2 separate regions of the Sus scrofa genome follow, and region 1 is linked to region 2. A link is a contact called in public HiChIP or PLAC-seq data. All regions are on one chromosome and are shown on one strand. Each heading gives the region's core, a stretch centred on a gene start, on an enhancer-like site or on the middle of the called end of the contact. The rest is flanking DNA. Distances are from core to core; before and after follow the strand shown. Region 1 holds the start of ZSWIM6 (zinc finger SWIM domain-containing protein 6). Region 2 holds the start of SMIM15 (small integral membrane protein 15).

What was found. HiChIP or PLAC-seq counts read pairs in DNA pulled down with a chosen protein or histone mark.
Region 1: a contact with region 2 is called in an H3K27ac HiChIP or PLAC-seq map of alveolar macrophages. The contact joins the promoter of ZSWIM6 here to the promoter of SMIM15 in region 2. A contact is called at or near these places in 2 of 5 promoter capture datasets (fetal liver and liver), 13 of 47 Hi-C or Micro-C datasets (alveolar macrophages, embryonic fibroblasts, fetal heart ventricle and 7 more) and 2 of 2 datasets of contacts at active chromatin or transcription factors (alveolar macrophages and skeletal muscle).

Annotation. Positions count from the first base shown.
Region 1 is chr16:40,102,416-40,109,433 of Sscrofa11.1, forward strand. It overlaps ZSWIM6 (zinc finger SWIM domain-containing protein 6), which reads left to right and starts at 3,084. Exons shown (of 14, transcript XM_021076973.1): 1 at 3,084-3,764. The coding sequence starts at 3,110. LOC110257311 reads left to right here and starts at 3,771. Exons shown (of 1, transcript XM_021076974.1): 1 at 3,771-7,018. The coding sequence starts at 4,208. The coding sequence ends at 4,924.
Region 2 is chr16:39,954,598-39,961,643 of Sscrofa11.1, forward strand. It overlaps SMIM15 (small integral membrane protein 15), which reads right to left and starts at 4,045. Exons shown (of 3, transcript XM_003133993.5): 1 at 3,917-4,045; 2 at 2,626-2,762; 3 at 1-1,533. The coding sequence starts at 1,521. The coding sequence ends at 1,297. It overlaps LOC102161888 (a long non-coding RNA gene), which reads left to right and starts at 4,016. Exons shown (of 7, transcript XR_001301840.2): 1 at 4,016-4,413.

The sequences.
Region 1 (7,018 bases), core at 1,834-4,333, 150 kb after region 2:
GGAAGAAATAAGTGAACTGAAGCAGAGACCACGGTTGTGAGTTGGGTTGGGTGGAAACTCTCCAAGGGGCAGGCCACTAAAAATGGAGAAGAGGACCCCTCTATAAGCTTCAGGGCAGGGTGTCCATTAAACAGTTTGGCAGAAAAGAAACCTAAAAATAAGGCAGAGAAAGATGAGATGGAGACACTGAAGGGACAGAAGAGTGTCAGGAAAACCAGAGAGAGGAGGACAGCTCAAGACAGAGCGAGTAGTCTCATTATAAAAGACTAGTAGAGGAGTTCCCCTCGTGGTACAGCACAAACGAATCTGACTAGGAACCATGAGGTTTTGGATTCAATCCCTGGCCTTGCTCAGTGGGTTAAGGATCTGGCATTGTGGTGTAGGTCGCAGACATGGCTCGGAACTGGCGTTGCTGTGGCTCTGGTGTAGGCTGGTCGCAACAGCTCCAATTAGACCCCTAGCCTGGGAAAATCCATATGCTGTGGGTGTGGCCCTAAAAAGACAGAAAAGACATAAATAAATAAATAAATAAATAAATAAAAAAGAGAGAGAGAGAGACTAGTAGAGAGGGAAAATTGGGTTAGGCTGAGTTGGTGGCTCTGGATTCATCTTTGAACAGAGAGTTGAATGAAATCCCTCCAGTGTAGGATGATGCCTTAAATACAGTCTCTTTGGTTCAATACAAAATCAAGATCTCTAAACATTAGGCACTGCCAAAGAGGTCTACTTTCCTGTGCAATATGAATTAATTTCTTCCACTGACACTTCACAGGATCTTGAATGAGTCACTTATCCTGTCTAGAGGTATGAATTTTGTCATCTTTAACTTTCCAGTTCAGCGGTTCTGCCTGTATGTGTATGAATATGCTTGGTAATCTACACAGTATTACACAAACCTAAATCCTGTCATTACTGTTTGAGGATAGAACAGAAGCCACATTTTACTTTTCGACTTTCTTCTTTTATCACCTATATTTTTAAAAATTAAAATCTTTTTATTTTTCAAGAAACCCAGAAATGGAACAACTGGAGGAAAAACCTTCCCCCTCCCTTTTGCCCATAAAGATATTCTTCCAGTTTTCTGCCCAGGCCTTTTCCTAAGCATTGAGGAGGTGCCCAGAAAAATACCAGATGGATATACAAAAACATAATGTCACCAAAATTTTCCTAACAAGTAAGGCAGCTATGGAAAGTCGGCCAGCATCAGGTCCCCTGGGAACCTGCAGTCTGGGGCTTGGTGAGGCCTGAAGAGGGAAAGAACCAAGACGTGGAGCTCTAGGTCTCCGGGGCCCGGCCCTGAGTGGACGATTTTTTAAAACTCAGGAGCGCTCTTACCCCTTTAAATCCAAGCAACGAGGAGGCAGGTGGCTCTCCTCCAATAACCTTAAAAGATGCGAGTGTCAAAGAAGATAGGGTTTATCTTCTACAACAGCGACAGTATCAGTGACATGGTTTACAGCAAAAACAGAAGGCAGGGCAAAGAGTAAGGGTGTCTCTAACGTGATAATTAAGTCTGTGTCTTGGACCCAGGTTCGACGGAGCTCTGCTGAGTGCGAAAAACAACGTCCGTAGCGTTCCTGGTTCAGCCTGGGACTCTCCGCTTCTACCCTGGCCCTGGCCCCAGCAAGCTGTGTCCTCTGTTCGCCCGCCCTGCACGCTGCCTTTACCCTGGAGGATGGGCCGCTCGGGGCGGCAGAGAGCGCGGCGCACATCCCGAGCGCCAGGGCTCCCCTCAGCCCGACGCCTGGGGCCGAGGCGTGCCAGATTCAAGTGCGCACCAAGCGCGCTCGCAGCCGCCGTCCGCTGCGGAGCAGCCGGGGCGCGCCGTCTGCAGTTGCTGGGCTGTGCGCTCGGGCCCGTAGGGTGTGTGTGTGTGTGTGTGCGCGCGCGCGCGCGCCCGCCCGTGGTGTCTGTACTCACAAAGGTGTGTTTGCTAAACCCACTGCCCCCGGGTGCCCTCCACTACGAGCCCGATCACTCTCAGGCATGGACTGGTGTATCCGCAGCGCGGCCGCGGGGGCGACAAGGGCCGGTTCAAGTTCCCCAGCTCCGCGCCGGCGAGCGGGCCGGCTTCCTCGCCCGCGGGGCTGAGGAAGCGCGAGGGCGGGGCGGCTGTGGCTGGCTCCGGACGCAAGTCGCACTGCTACTGGGCAGGTTCGGAGCGCTCTGCGCTTTATCGGACACTTTGGCAGGCTCAGGAGCCGAGACAGAGCGGACTTGGAGCTCGGGGCTGGGTGCACTGCAGCCACGAGGGGCAGCGGGGCTGGTGCTCTCCTCCTCCGCCTAGGTTTGCAAAAGTGAACTGGAAAACAGCCGCGGAACGCAGCCTCCTCCCTTTTCTCCGGCGCCGCAGCCTGGGCTGGGGGTGGGGGGAGTTCCTCCGGTCTGACTGGAGGGGAAGCGGGCGGCCGGGCAGCTTCAGCCGCACCTCCTCCGCCTTCCTCTCCACCCCGGTCCCCGGGGTTCCACGCCGCATTTCTTTGTTTTGAAAGCGCCTCCTCCGCCCAGAGGCTTTTCCCCCGGCGGGCAGGCTCTGATGGGGGGGTGGGGCATCGACCCGCCGGCCCCGCCCTCCATTTAGCTCGGACACCTCCTCCTTACTCACCTCCTATCTCCCCTTCCCTCCCCGCTGCGACCCACGAGGCGCGTCCTCACTTGCAGGACATCAAAGGATGGCAGGGAATTGGAGGGGTAAGTTGAGTAGGCTAGGGGCGCAAAGACCCACCCACCTTAGGCCAGGCCTGGCGGCCCGCCCCCTCCCGCGGGAACCCTGCCAGAGCCCCGCCCCTCCGCGTCACAGCAGCCTGACATTCTCACAACCCCACCGGCACCCAACCCCACCGCCCCCGCTACCCTGGTGTCCGCGGAGTGCTCTATTTATGTTTCAGCCCAGCGATTTGCATAGGGCCCGCCCCTGGCCCTAGGTCCCCCTATCGGTGCCCCGCCTCAGCCAGGACGTCATGGAGAAGGCCTCGCCTCTTGTGCCCATACAAGGAGCGGCGGGCCCTAGATGGCAGCGTGGCGTCGCGGCGGCGTGTGCGTGTCGCGCTTCCTTGTGCCGTTTATAGGGTCTCGGCACTTCCGCTGTCGGGTTAGAAGCGGCGCGGTCATGGCGGAGCGCGGACAGCAGCCTCCTCCCGCGAAACGGCTCTGCTGCCGGCCGGGCGGCGGCGGCGGCGGCGGCAGCGGCGGCGGGGCCAGCAGCGGCGGCGGAGGAGCGGGTGGCGGTTACAGCTCTGCCTGTCGGCCGGGCCCGCGGGCGGGCGGTGCGGCGGCAGCGGTGTGCGGGGGCGGCGCAGCGTTGGGGCTGCTGCCACCGGGCAAGACCCAGAGCCCCGAGTCGCTGCTGGACATCGCTGCGCGCAAGGTGGCTGAGAAGTGGCCGTTCCAGCGCGTGGAGGAGCGCTTTGAGCGCATCCCGGAGCCGGTGCAGCGCCGCATCGTCTACTGGTCCTTCCCCCGCAGCGAGCGGGAGATCTGCATGTACTCGTCCTTCAACACCGGCGGCGGCGCCGCGGGCGGCCCCGGCGACGACAGCGGCGGCCCCGGCGGCGGCGCGGGCGGCGCGGGCGGCGGCGGCTCCTCGTCCTCGCCGGCCGCCACCTCGGCCGCCGCCGCCGCCGCCGCTGCCGCCGCCGCCGGGGCCGGGGCCCCGTCGGTGGGGGCCGCCGGGTCGGCGGACGGCGGCGATGAGACACGGCTGCCCTTCCGCCGGGGCATCGCGCTGCTGGAAAGCGGCTGCGTCGACAACGTCCTGCAAGTCGGTGAGTCACGGGGCAGTCTGGGGGCCGTCTGTCCGTCGGTCAGTCCCTCAGGGGGGCGCCCGCCCCCTCCCCTCTGGGCAGCCCCTCAGCGCAGCGCGCGCCCGCACCCCGCCCGGTGCCCTCACCGGCCCGGACAGTCCTCCTGAGTGGAGCGCCCATTTCCTCCCCGCCCCTCCCCGCCCCCTGTCTCCCCGGACGGGCCAGCGCGAGTGGGAAATGAATCAGCAGGACGCGCCCCGCCGCGGGGTCGGCGGGGTGGGTGTCGGGTGCTCCCGGTCCCCTCCATTCCTCCCCCTCCTCCCCCGGAGCACGTCCTGGAGCCCTGCTCGCCTGTTTTGGGGGGTGAATGTGGACAAAGGCACCGGCGGACGGCCGGGCTCCGGCGGAGGGTGTGTGTGGCGGGGCCGTGCGGGGCGGGGGAGGGGGCGCGGGCCGCACAGACAATGCCGGCCGGTGCCGAGCGGGCGGCCGGGCCGAGCTCTATGCTCTCTCTCCTCTCTTTCCTTGTCTGTGGCTCGCTGAGCGTCTTTCTTTCTCCTCTCCCCCTCCCTCCCCGCCCCCTCGATTTGAGGGGAGGAAAATACATTTTAATGCCACTCGGCGGCCGCTCCTCTCAGGGCTTCGACGGGCTGGCGGCCGTGGCGCTCCAGGGGTCGCTGCGGCGTCTGGGCTGGCCCGGACGAGCTCCGCCGGTCGCCCCGGGATTTAAATGTCCTTCGCTCCGCGCCTTGCCCTGTGGGAGCTGCGCGGGCGGCGGGCTGGACGCCTCTCCTGAGGGATCTCTCCCGCCGAAGACGCCCCCCGAATTAAAGGGCGCGAGCCGGGCCGGGAGCGGCTGGCTCTTCCCCTTTCCGAGGCATGCCCGGGTTTCCTCCCGCCAGAGTTCTCTTTGCGCGAGGGGCCGGGGGTCGCGCTCCGTGCGAGCCGCGGGGAGCAGTGACGGCCCGGGGCTCGCGGCCGGCGGCTGCAGGAGCGCGAGGCGGAGGGGCTCCGAGGCTGCTCCCGCGTCCCGCCCGGAGCGACCGCCTGGCAGCCGGGCACGACCTCGCACTTTGTTCTCATTTTCAGGTTTATTTGTGTTCCTTTCAGTTTTCTGTCACCTCCGAAAAGGGGAAACCAAACAAAAGAGTCTCTATTTCTTTTCAGGGCTTGTAAAGTAGAAGATATTTGACAAAGGCGAGAGAAGGACTTGTGATTTAAAGCTGCACAGCCCTCCTTTCTCTGACAGACCATGAGAGTTTTCTCAAATACCGAGTTTTAAGAGCTTTCTCTGTTCTCCCCCCTCCCCCCACCTTCCAGTGTGTTTTTCTGGTCAATTTTTTTTTTTTTTTAAAGCTATAGTCATGGGTGTTTGAGCTGGACTGAAAAGAACAATGCTGTAGTGAAGCTCCCCTTTCCCCATATTTTTGTTCTAATTGCAAGCAGTGTATTTTCTACTCCCTCTCATATTGCTGTCTATTTAGATTGTGGTGGTGAACATTTTTCCTAATGAATGGGGCGAGATTTGCAAGCGTCACTGTCTCTGATTTTTAATTTAATCTTCTTTCCTTAGTCAGTTCCTTTTATCTTTCTTTTTGGGAGTCGGGTGGGGGTCTGGGTAGGGGCCCCAAGAGAGAATTAAGATTTGTTTTAATCCTGTCTGGTTAATTTGAATTCTAATGCAATCTGCAAATGTGATTTTCTGCATGGTCATTTATTTCTAAGGCAGCCCCCAGTGTTGCCTTTTCTAGGTGAGATACCCTTTCCTAAATCTAGAGGAGGATTTAACTTCTGAGGTTATCCATCCATCCATTTTTTAAAAAAATCTAATTAACATTCTTTCATGTTACACAGCGCATCACCGCCCCCCCCCCTTTCGTTTTCTGCCTGGTTGAAATGGATTGAAACACATCCATAGTTTCTCAGTATAACAAACTAGAGTTTGTGAGTTTTTATGGCTTGGCTGGCAGTGTTGAGTTTTTTTTTTTTTTTTTCTCCCTCCCTCTCTGTGCTTGACTCTGCTTGCAAGCAATGAGGAATGACAGAAGAGCACATAGGGAGGGTTTCTTGGCTGATTGCATTTAAGCCAGGAATTCACTGTGAAAATAAAGCCAAGGGACGATAAATAAAAGATGCAATCTTCTCTAGGAGACAGACACACAGCGTGGGCTTTGCCTGCTTTCATTGGTGAAGAGGCCTGGGTGAGTTGTAAAAGAAAATAGTAACTTTTTGAATAGTCCCCAGAGGGGAAGAAGGCCACTGAATGGAGTTGGCAGTGGTTGATATGAAGTAGTATGATGCTTCTCATATAGCTTGAAGGTTTACCGCCCGTTCAGAAACACTTACAGCTAAACAAGTGCTGTACATATTGTGGAAAATGTTCTTTTTTCCTCCTCTGAATTCTGGCAGTTTCCTTAACTTCCAAGTTGTATTACTTGTTGTGCCAGTCAGCTTAGAGATGGAAGGCTGTTGAATGCCTAGCAGCTGGCACTGTGAGATAGAAAATTTATGACCAGGACTTTTCTTGATGAAGAAGGGAGAGAGTGGCTAGATTAACCATCTAATTTAGCTCCAAGTGGTGGTTTGAATTGGAACTAATGTGAGGCTTATTTTATAATTTTGTGATTTGAGGTAGAACTCCATTTCACTTCATAACCTGAAATGGAAAAGGTCAGAATACTGTGTTGATAGCATCATAAGTAGTTTTCTAGTATTGCAAAAGTACAAGTTTGTACAGAAAGTATTCATTGACTTTTGTAGAGATTACTCAATTGCAGCTACAGACAGTCTAGTTGTTGGACTTTATTTTACAGTTGTACTGTTGAAGATTATTTAAGGATCAAGGGACAGAGCATTGGGACCTCCCAGAAATTAAACATACTTGCTTATTTTTCAACTCCTAGAGTTTAAGAAGAAATTTAAAGGAAAATAATTAAACCTTTGGTGTAGTGGTTGTAAGTAATATTTAATTGGTGCAGAACTGTTCATCACTTGATTATGGGAAGTTTTAGAGAAAGCATAGTTGGCTTATTTTTGTTAAATAAGGATATATTGTAAGGGAGTATCACTGAAGAACATGTAAATGTTATTGACAGCATTTAAGTAATGATTTAGAAGCCATATAAAAAATTTTCCCAAAAATTTTGCCTGGGAAAGAGCTTTCCTAAAGGAATTTGAAAATTGAATTATAAAGGAAAAAATGTATGTAAATTACTTGATTAAAAACAAAATTTCTGTAAGACTGAAAACATGATGAAGCTAGTTAAGCAATGAAC
Region 2 (7,046 bases), core at 2,795-5,294:
CTTTTTACCCAAAAACTACTACGCTGAACAAAATTTTTCCAAATGTTAAATAAGCCTTTCTTTACCATTTATGAAATATGACTTAACTGTTATTCTTTAAAAATTCCTTCTAAGAAATTTGAAATATTAATTTTCACCATGAACCTGTTTGACCAAAACGTATAAGGCATCACTACCACATGAATTAAATTAACAAAGAATGGAAATAAAAACAAAAGTGTTATCTATATAATCAGCAAATTATCTGATCGGACTTTTTTTTTTGTCTTTTTAGGGTTGAACCTGCAGCATATGGAGGTTCCCAGGCTAAGGGTCCAATCAAAGCTGCAGCCACCAGCCTATGCCACAGCAACGAAGGATCCAAGCCACGTCTGCAACCTACACCACAGCTCACCGCAATGCCTTAACTCACTGAGAGAGGCCAGGGATTGAATCTGCATCCTCGTGGATGCTAGTCGGGTTCATTAACTGCTGGGCCATGATGGGAACTCCTGATCAGACATTTTAACTTCACATTTCTACTTAGCACAAGTGAGAATAAGCTGGTTCCAAGGTACTACCAAGTTTGGCCTTTTTACTGCAAGCTTTAAATCATAGTGTTACTCTACTCAACAAGTCACTTCTAAGAAAATGGCAGTGTTCATAAGTACAAAAATTGTTATATCCAGTAAGTGTTATACTACATAGTTAAGAGAATTCTGTATAAAATTAGATTTTTAAAAAATGCAGAATGTTTAATAATTACCAGTATCTCAAAAGCCAAAATGAAAAAAATGCAGAAAATAGAAATACTCATTGATTATTTTGCTCTAAGAAAGCCAGAAATGATTCTATTCCAAGAAATAAACAATTATGATAAAAGATGTAAGTAATATACTCTATCTCTTTTCAGCTAAAGCACACTTTTCATGTTAGGACAATTCTGATTTTTACATTTTTAACTTCCTTTGTCCAGAACAGGACCCCATTTTAAGCCATTATTTGAATAGAGTTCACGTTCTAAAGTCATTTTTATCCACAGGATGTTTTCATTTTAGTACTTAAACTGCAAAAAGACAAATGACTAAATACTTTGTAGCATAAATGCCAATTTACGATAACTGTCAAGAGACTTCCACACCAAAGCCTAAAAGTTGCTATAGTACAGGTGAGAACTAACATGATTCTTCCATATGCTCAGGCTTCGTTTACTAGATAATACTGTCATAAGGTCCAGAAAAGAAACCTTAGTGGTCCTTCCAGAGCTGCATAATTTTCCAAACGATTTTCCTCTAGTTGCAGAGCTTGTTCATTCCTTCAATCTTTTTTTAGTCGTTTAGCTTTTGCAATATTTTCTTGACGTTTTTGTTTCTTCTTTTGCTCCTTTTCCCTGGCCTCGATCATTTTGGCCAATTTCCAGGACAGTACAGCACTTGCTAGAAACAATGGAGTAAGGGCCAAAATAACTGTTGTAAGGAAGCCATATGGGTCCTTTGCAGCCCATTCCACAACATACTCAGCCCAAGCTTTTATATCAAACATCTTTGTAGCAGTCTTGAGAAAAGGAGGGTGGGGGAGGGGGACAACAAGAGAAAAGACTATATGGTTAATCACATTTTGAAAAAGTTAGACAGTTAACTCAAAATTCCATTATCACTCAACAGTTTTTTTGTTTTTAAAAAGTACCAATTAGTACTATTTTAATAAGAATTAATATTTCCAATAAGAAAAAATAATTCAACTAGGCAACCAGAAAAATGACACTTAAAAGATGTGACGGTATAGGAGGTACAAGTAAAAACCATGTGGAATCTGTCATAAGGACTATGCATTCTCACATGCCTCCTATATTCAAGACAAACTTAGCAGCAGAGTTTTATAAGAATCTAGAGTTTTATGTGCTCATTCCAAAAAACAGCTGAGTTCTGTTTGTCATTTTTTTTGACATAGTCCTAGTACTAATTAACAAAAGTACAATCTTATTAACAAAAGTACAATAATCAAATTTGGTGTATGCAAAGAACATATTAAGTACTAATTAACAAAAGCACAATCATCAAATTTGGTGTATGCAAGAACATATTAAATACTAATTAACAAAAGCACAATCATCAAATTTGGTGTATGCAAAGAACAAGGCACAGAGTATGTGAAATGCTTGGTGAAAGGGAGATAATGGATGGGTGTGACCAGGAATGAAACAAGAGAGTAAGAAAACCACAGAGGGAAAATAAAATAAAATAAAATATATTTCCTGGGCATTTCGAATATTACAATATGGAAAAAAAAAGAAAACCACAGAAATATCCATTCATATATAAAGAGATATAAGCAAAAGGTGTGACATGCTAGTTTATGACCTCTTTCAGCTTTAAGGACATGATTCAGTAAATGAGAACACATTTAATAAATGAAAAAATTACAGGTGCCATGCATTTTGTTCCATTTGGGGTTGGTAAGGAAGGATCATCTAGCAAATTCGGATGTTATGGATTTGAGTGACATTTTTCTCTTTTGCTTCAGAGGCTTTTCAGCCTTTCAGGTTTGTGTCATCTCTATTCAAAGTGTAGAATTAGAATATCTGGGTAGGAATGGGTGTGTATACAGTCAATTAAAATTTCACCTGGGATTAAAAAAATCATCTACCTTATGCTTGAATAGTAATTTTGTCCTGGGATTATCAGCCAATCACAATGTCAGGTGACCCTTAGTTGTCGTCTTTAGTTCTACCATACACTTAGGAGAGAAGGCTTAAATTCTATGTCCTGGTTGGGTTGAAAAGACTAGATAAAAGAAAAAAATTAAAGTCACATCTTTAAGGATAATTATAATTCTATACAACTTATAAATGACATGTAAAATTGCCTGGCACATTATATACATTTAATAGCTATTTCTAATTTAGAGAAAGAAATAATTACACAATTGCAAATGCCCTCTAAGAAAATCCTAATTACTAGAGATCAAATATTTTACTAAATTACTTATTTCAACAATAAAATTTTTTACTCATAAGATCAATAACATTTACTAAAACGTCAATTATTTGCTTACAGGGTTAGGTATACAATCGCAAAATCAAATACTGCCTTACTCTTTAAAGGTTTTTTTTTTTTTTTTTGTCTCTCTATTATACAATTTGTGTTCTTTATCAGAGATAAGTAAAGCAAATCACCCACAATCTCATCACCTAAATAAAACTACCATCGTTGGCTTTAATTATATCCTATCACAATTTCTCCGTATTTTCAACTGAAGACACATTAAAGTGACTAAGATACCGTCTTAGCTTCCCCTGCCCCCCAATTCGTCCGCTCCCACCTAAACTAGGCTCTACTGATATGTTTCTTTAGCTTCTCTAGCCCACTAATGAATTAACTAATGCAATACTCAGAAATAAGCAAAAGAACTCTGCAATAAAAGGAAAGCGGAAGTAAAAGACCTAGTTCTAGCAAAGTTTTAGCCATTATCACAGAGAAGAGTTACCGTCCACAGGACACGCAACTTCGGTGCCCCTCAATTTCGACACAAACGTCTGCTCCTCTACACTTTAAGGAATAAATATTACTCTTCTACCTTCCGAAAGGGGTCAACCGGACTTGCTCTCCGTACCAGACCCGCGCGGGGCCTAAAGATGCAACTGATGGCACCTCACTGCCGTCCGAACTTGTCTCCCTCGCTCACTCTTCCTGATCCAACCCGGCCGCCCGCCCCTGGGGCCAAGCTCACCCGACCCTCCGCCTCTGGGAGCGCGGGCCCAGCGGGGCTCGCAGAGCGGGCAGTCCGCGGGTATGCAGGGTCGTCCCCGCCACACCTCGCGTAGCGGGCGCACTATCCGCGACCGCTGGGCATGGGGGCAAGATCTCGGCAGCTGGCACCACCAGCCTCCTTACATCGTGCCCGGAACGTTGAGCTCCTAACCCTGCTCCCCACTCACCGCCAGGCCGGAAGCAGGAAGACGGAAGCGGCGGCTTTCCCGACCCGCCCACAGGCCGGCCTTCGCCTGGATCCGGCCTGAGGAAGTCGAGGGGCCAGTTTCCGGCTGCGCCATTGCTCTGTGGGTCCCAAGATCCGGACTTAGAGGACGCGGGGAGGGCGGGGCGGCGCCCGGCTTCCGGGTAGTGGCAGGTGAGGCCGCGTGGGGCCAGCGGCGGCTCCTTGCTGGTCTGTGGCTCTGGGCCCAAGACCCGAGCCTCCTACAGGGGCGGCCCCCTGCCTGAGGCGCGGGTGGGTTCCGACCTCCGAGAGCCGGTGTGGAAGCACTGAGGGGCCCCTACTTTTGCCCCCGAAGTCAGCGGGGCAACAGCCGCTCCCTTGCAGGAGCCGGGCCGTGGGCTGAGGGCCCCGGTGGGTGAGATCGGTGACCCCCGAAAACTCCGACCAAAGAGCTGCAGCAAGAAAGGAGTTGGTTCCCACAAACCGCCCAGAGTCAAGGTGAGGGTCACACAGCGACTCCTGAAGGATTCTAGCGAGTCCCTCTGGTTCACACTCCACCCTTTGCCCCTCTCATCTTCTAGTTGGACAATATTAAAGCCTCACATCGAGGAGACAAAGCAGCAGCCGGCCCTTGGTGGATCCACTGAACCTTCTTACTAAGGGAAAATGCAGCCATGCTGTGTAAAGAAGGGTTTTATTTTAAGAACCTCACTCATTTCACAAAAGAATGATCGATACTTGTCCAAAGTAAACTTGATAAATAGTTAAGCTGTCTGAGCATAGAGTTCCCACAGAGGTACTTGTTCTTACAATACACAAAGGGATGCAAAAGTAAACAAGCAGAGTAAGTTAATACTGTCTTCTAATCTACAGGAACTGAGAGATTAACTCTGGTTTGGTTAGTGATCAAATTTTGTGATCGCTTGCACTGAACTGCTCTGTTTGACTACTTCTTAAAATGTTGCAAGACCTCTTCACTCTTGTGTGCCAAATAAAGCAGGTTTTTATTCTTCAAAGACTATAGAATGTTCCCTTTGAGGAGCAAGCTGTAACATGTATAACTAGTTTAGGTATAACAACAGTAACTATTATTTACCAGGGAACAGTCTTTTGGCAAATAATCTAATGATCTAAAATACTGTTCGTTGGGCATATGTTAATGTTTGTATGTTGTATTAGCAGCAGTTGTTTTCTTAGTCATTCTTGTTTGAAAACTTGGATGATGGTTTCAAAGCTTGTGCTGCTTGGACCTAGCCTGTACCTGTAGTAGCCAGAAAAAGCAGACTCAGTCACTGGATTTTGTGTATTGAAAACTTGACTTGCTGCTGGTAATCTTACGTGATTTTTTTTTTTTAAAAACTTGCTCAAATAGTAATTCCAGAAGAGGATCATAATTTATTTTTAACGTCCTTCACTCCAGAGGCCAATATGTGTGTTATTTTAATTGTGGTTAGACAGTTTTCCTAATTACTGCCTTCCCAATAGTTTGCTCTGCTGCATCCCATATGAAATGCATAGGAGGGAGTTCCCGTCGTGGCGCAGTGGTTAACGAATCCAACTAGGAACCATGAGGTCTCAGTTCGATCCCTGCCCTTGCTTAGTGGGTTATTGATCTGGCGTTGCCGTGAGCTGTGGTGTAGGTCGCAGATGCGACTCGGATCCCGCGTTGCTGTGGCTCTGGTGTAGGCCGGCAGCTACAGCTCCGATTTGACCGCTAGCCTGGGAAACTCCATATGCCACGGGAGCGGCCCAAGAAATGGCAAAAAAACAAAAAAACAAAACAAACAAAAAAAAGAAATGCATAGGAGTCTTGGACCTGAAGAAAAGGCACATGAGAAGGAATCCTCTGTAGCTCTTCGGCTCTAGTATAAACCAGGCTTTCATACTCTAATTACTTATCTAGCTTCTAGTTCTAAGGCAGCCTGCAAGCCCAGGAATAGCATATGGGTTGCCAGAGCTGAGCGCCCTACTGCTACCTGCGTTGCCTTAATAAAAGATGGCATCAAGATCGGCTCAGATACTGAAGACTGCTTTTTAGAGTGAGGAGCCTTAGCTTATGAGTTGAGATTCACAGGCCTTGTCTCTGCTGATCTGATAAGTCATTCTAAAACTCTAAGCCTGTTTCCTCTTTTATATGTGGAAAGGTACTAAGTTATCTCTGAGGTTCTTTGAGCTTGGAAATTCTGTTTGTTGGATCTGTTTTGGCCATTTTTTCTGACTTATGCTTGAGCAGCAGCGAATAAGAAATTTAGTGTAAACATCTTAGCCAGTTTTCTTAAGGGCTTATTCTCTATTTGAAAGATACTTAATTGGGTTTCTATTCTCTCACATGTCTTTCAGAGTACCTTGTTATTCTAAACAAGGCAAGTCTGCTTGTATTTGTTTTTAAGAAATAAAATCTTACTATTTATGTAACTTTATCCACATTAAACCTTACACTATTAAGGAGGGTTTGTCTTTGGATAAGACCAAGTCTTTGTGGCATATGAGCACCATCTGCACCAATTACTCTATTGCATTTATATTTTGAAAATGGAGCCTTATGAATATCTGAGTTTTCTCCTCTTAAGAAAGTAAGTCCTAGTCTTTCATTTGTTGTTTAAGTCTTTTTCTCTTGAATGGTACATTTCACTCTGACTCAAAATTGTGAATCAATAAAACCTGAATAAGATTCTATTATAATAATCTAGACCTGACTTAAGATTTTGAGAACTTTCTTACCTGCTGAAAGTTTTGTGCTTATTTCCCTGCAGTAACACTTCACATATTTGATGTATTTTGATGGAATTGGTTTCTTCCCTAAGTTTTATTTTGTGAGTTTTTTCCTTCCATAAAACACAATGCAGATGTATTTCCTAATAGGTACATTTGTGTTACTAAAAAGTAATAGCCATTCACCTACATACCTTCCTTAATAAAAGGCGTGTGGGCTAAAGCCTAGGTGCCTTTTGTTCTGTGGAACAGAGTGTCTCCTGGTCCCCCACTTTCTAGATGTAAAGAAAAAAAAAAGTAATAGCCAGGTTTTAGTGATATTTGGAAGATTATACTGCAGAATAATAATTTTTTAAAAGCTATTTTTTGAGTAGACTAGATGCTTTGCATCTGTTTTCACTAATCCTGAGGGTAAACAA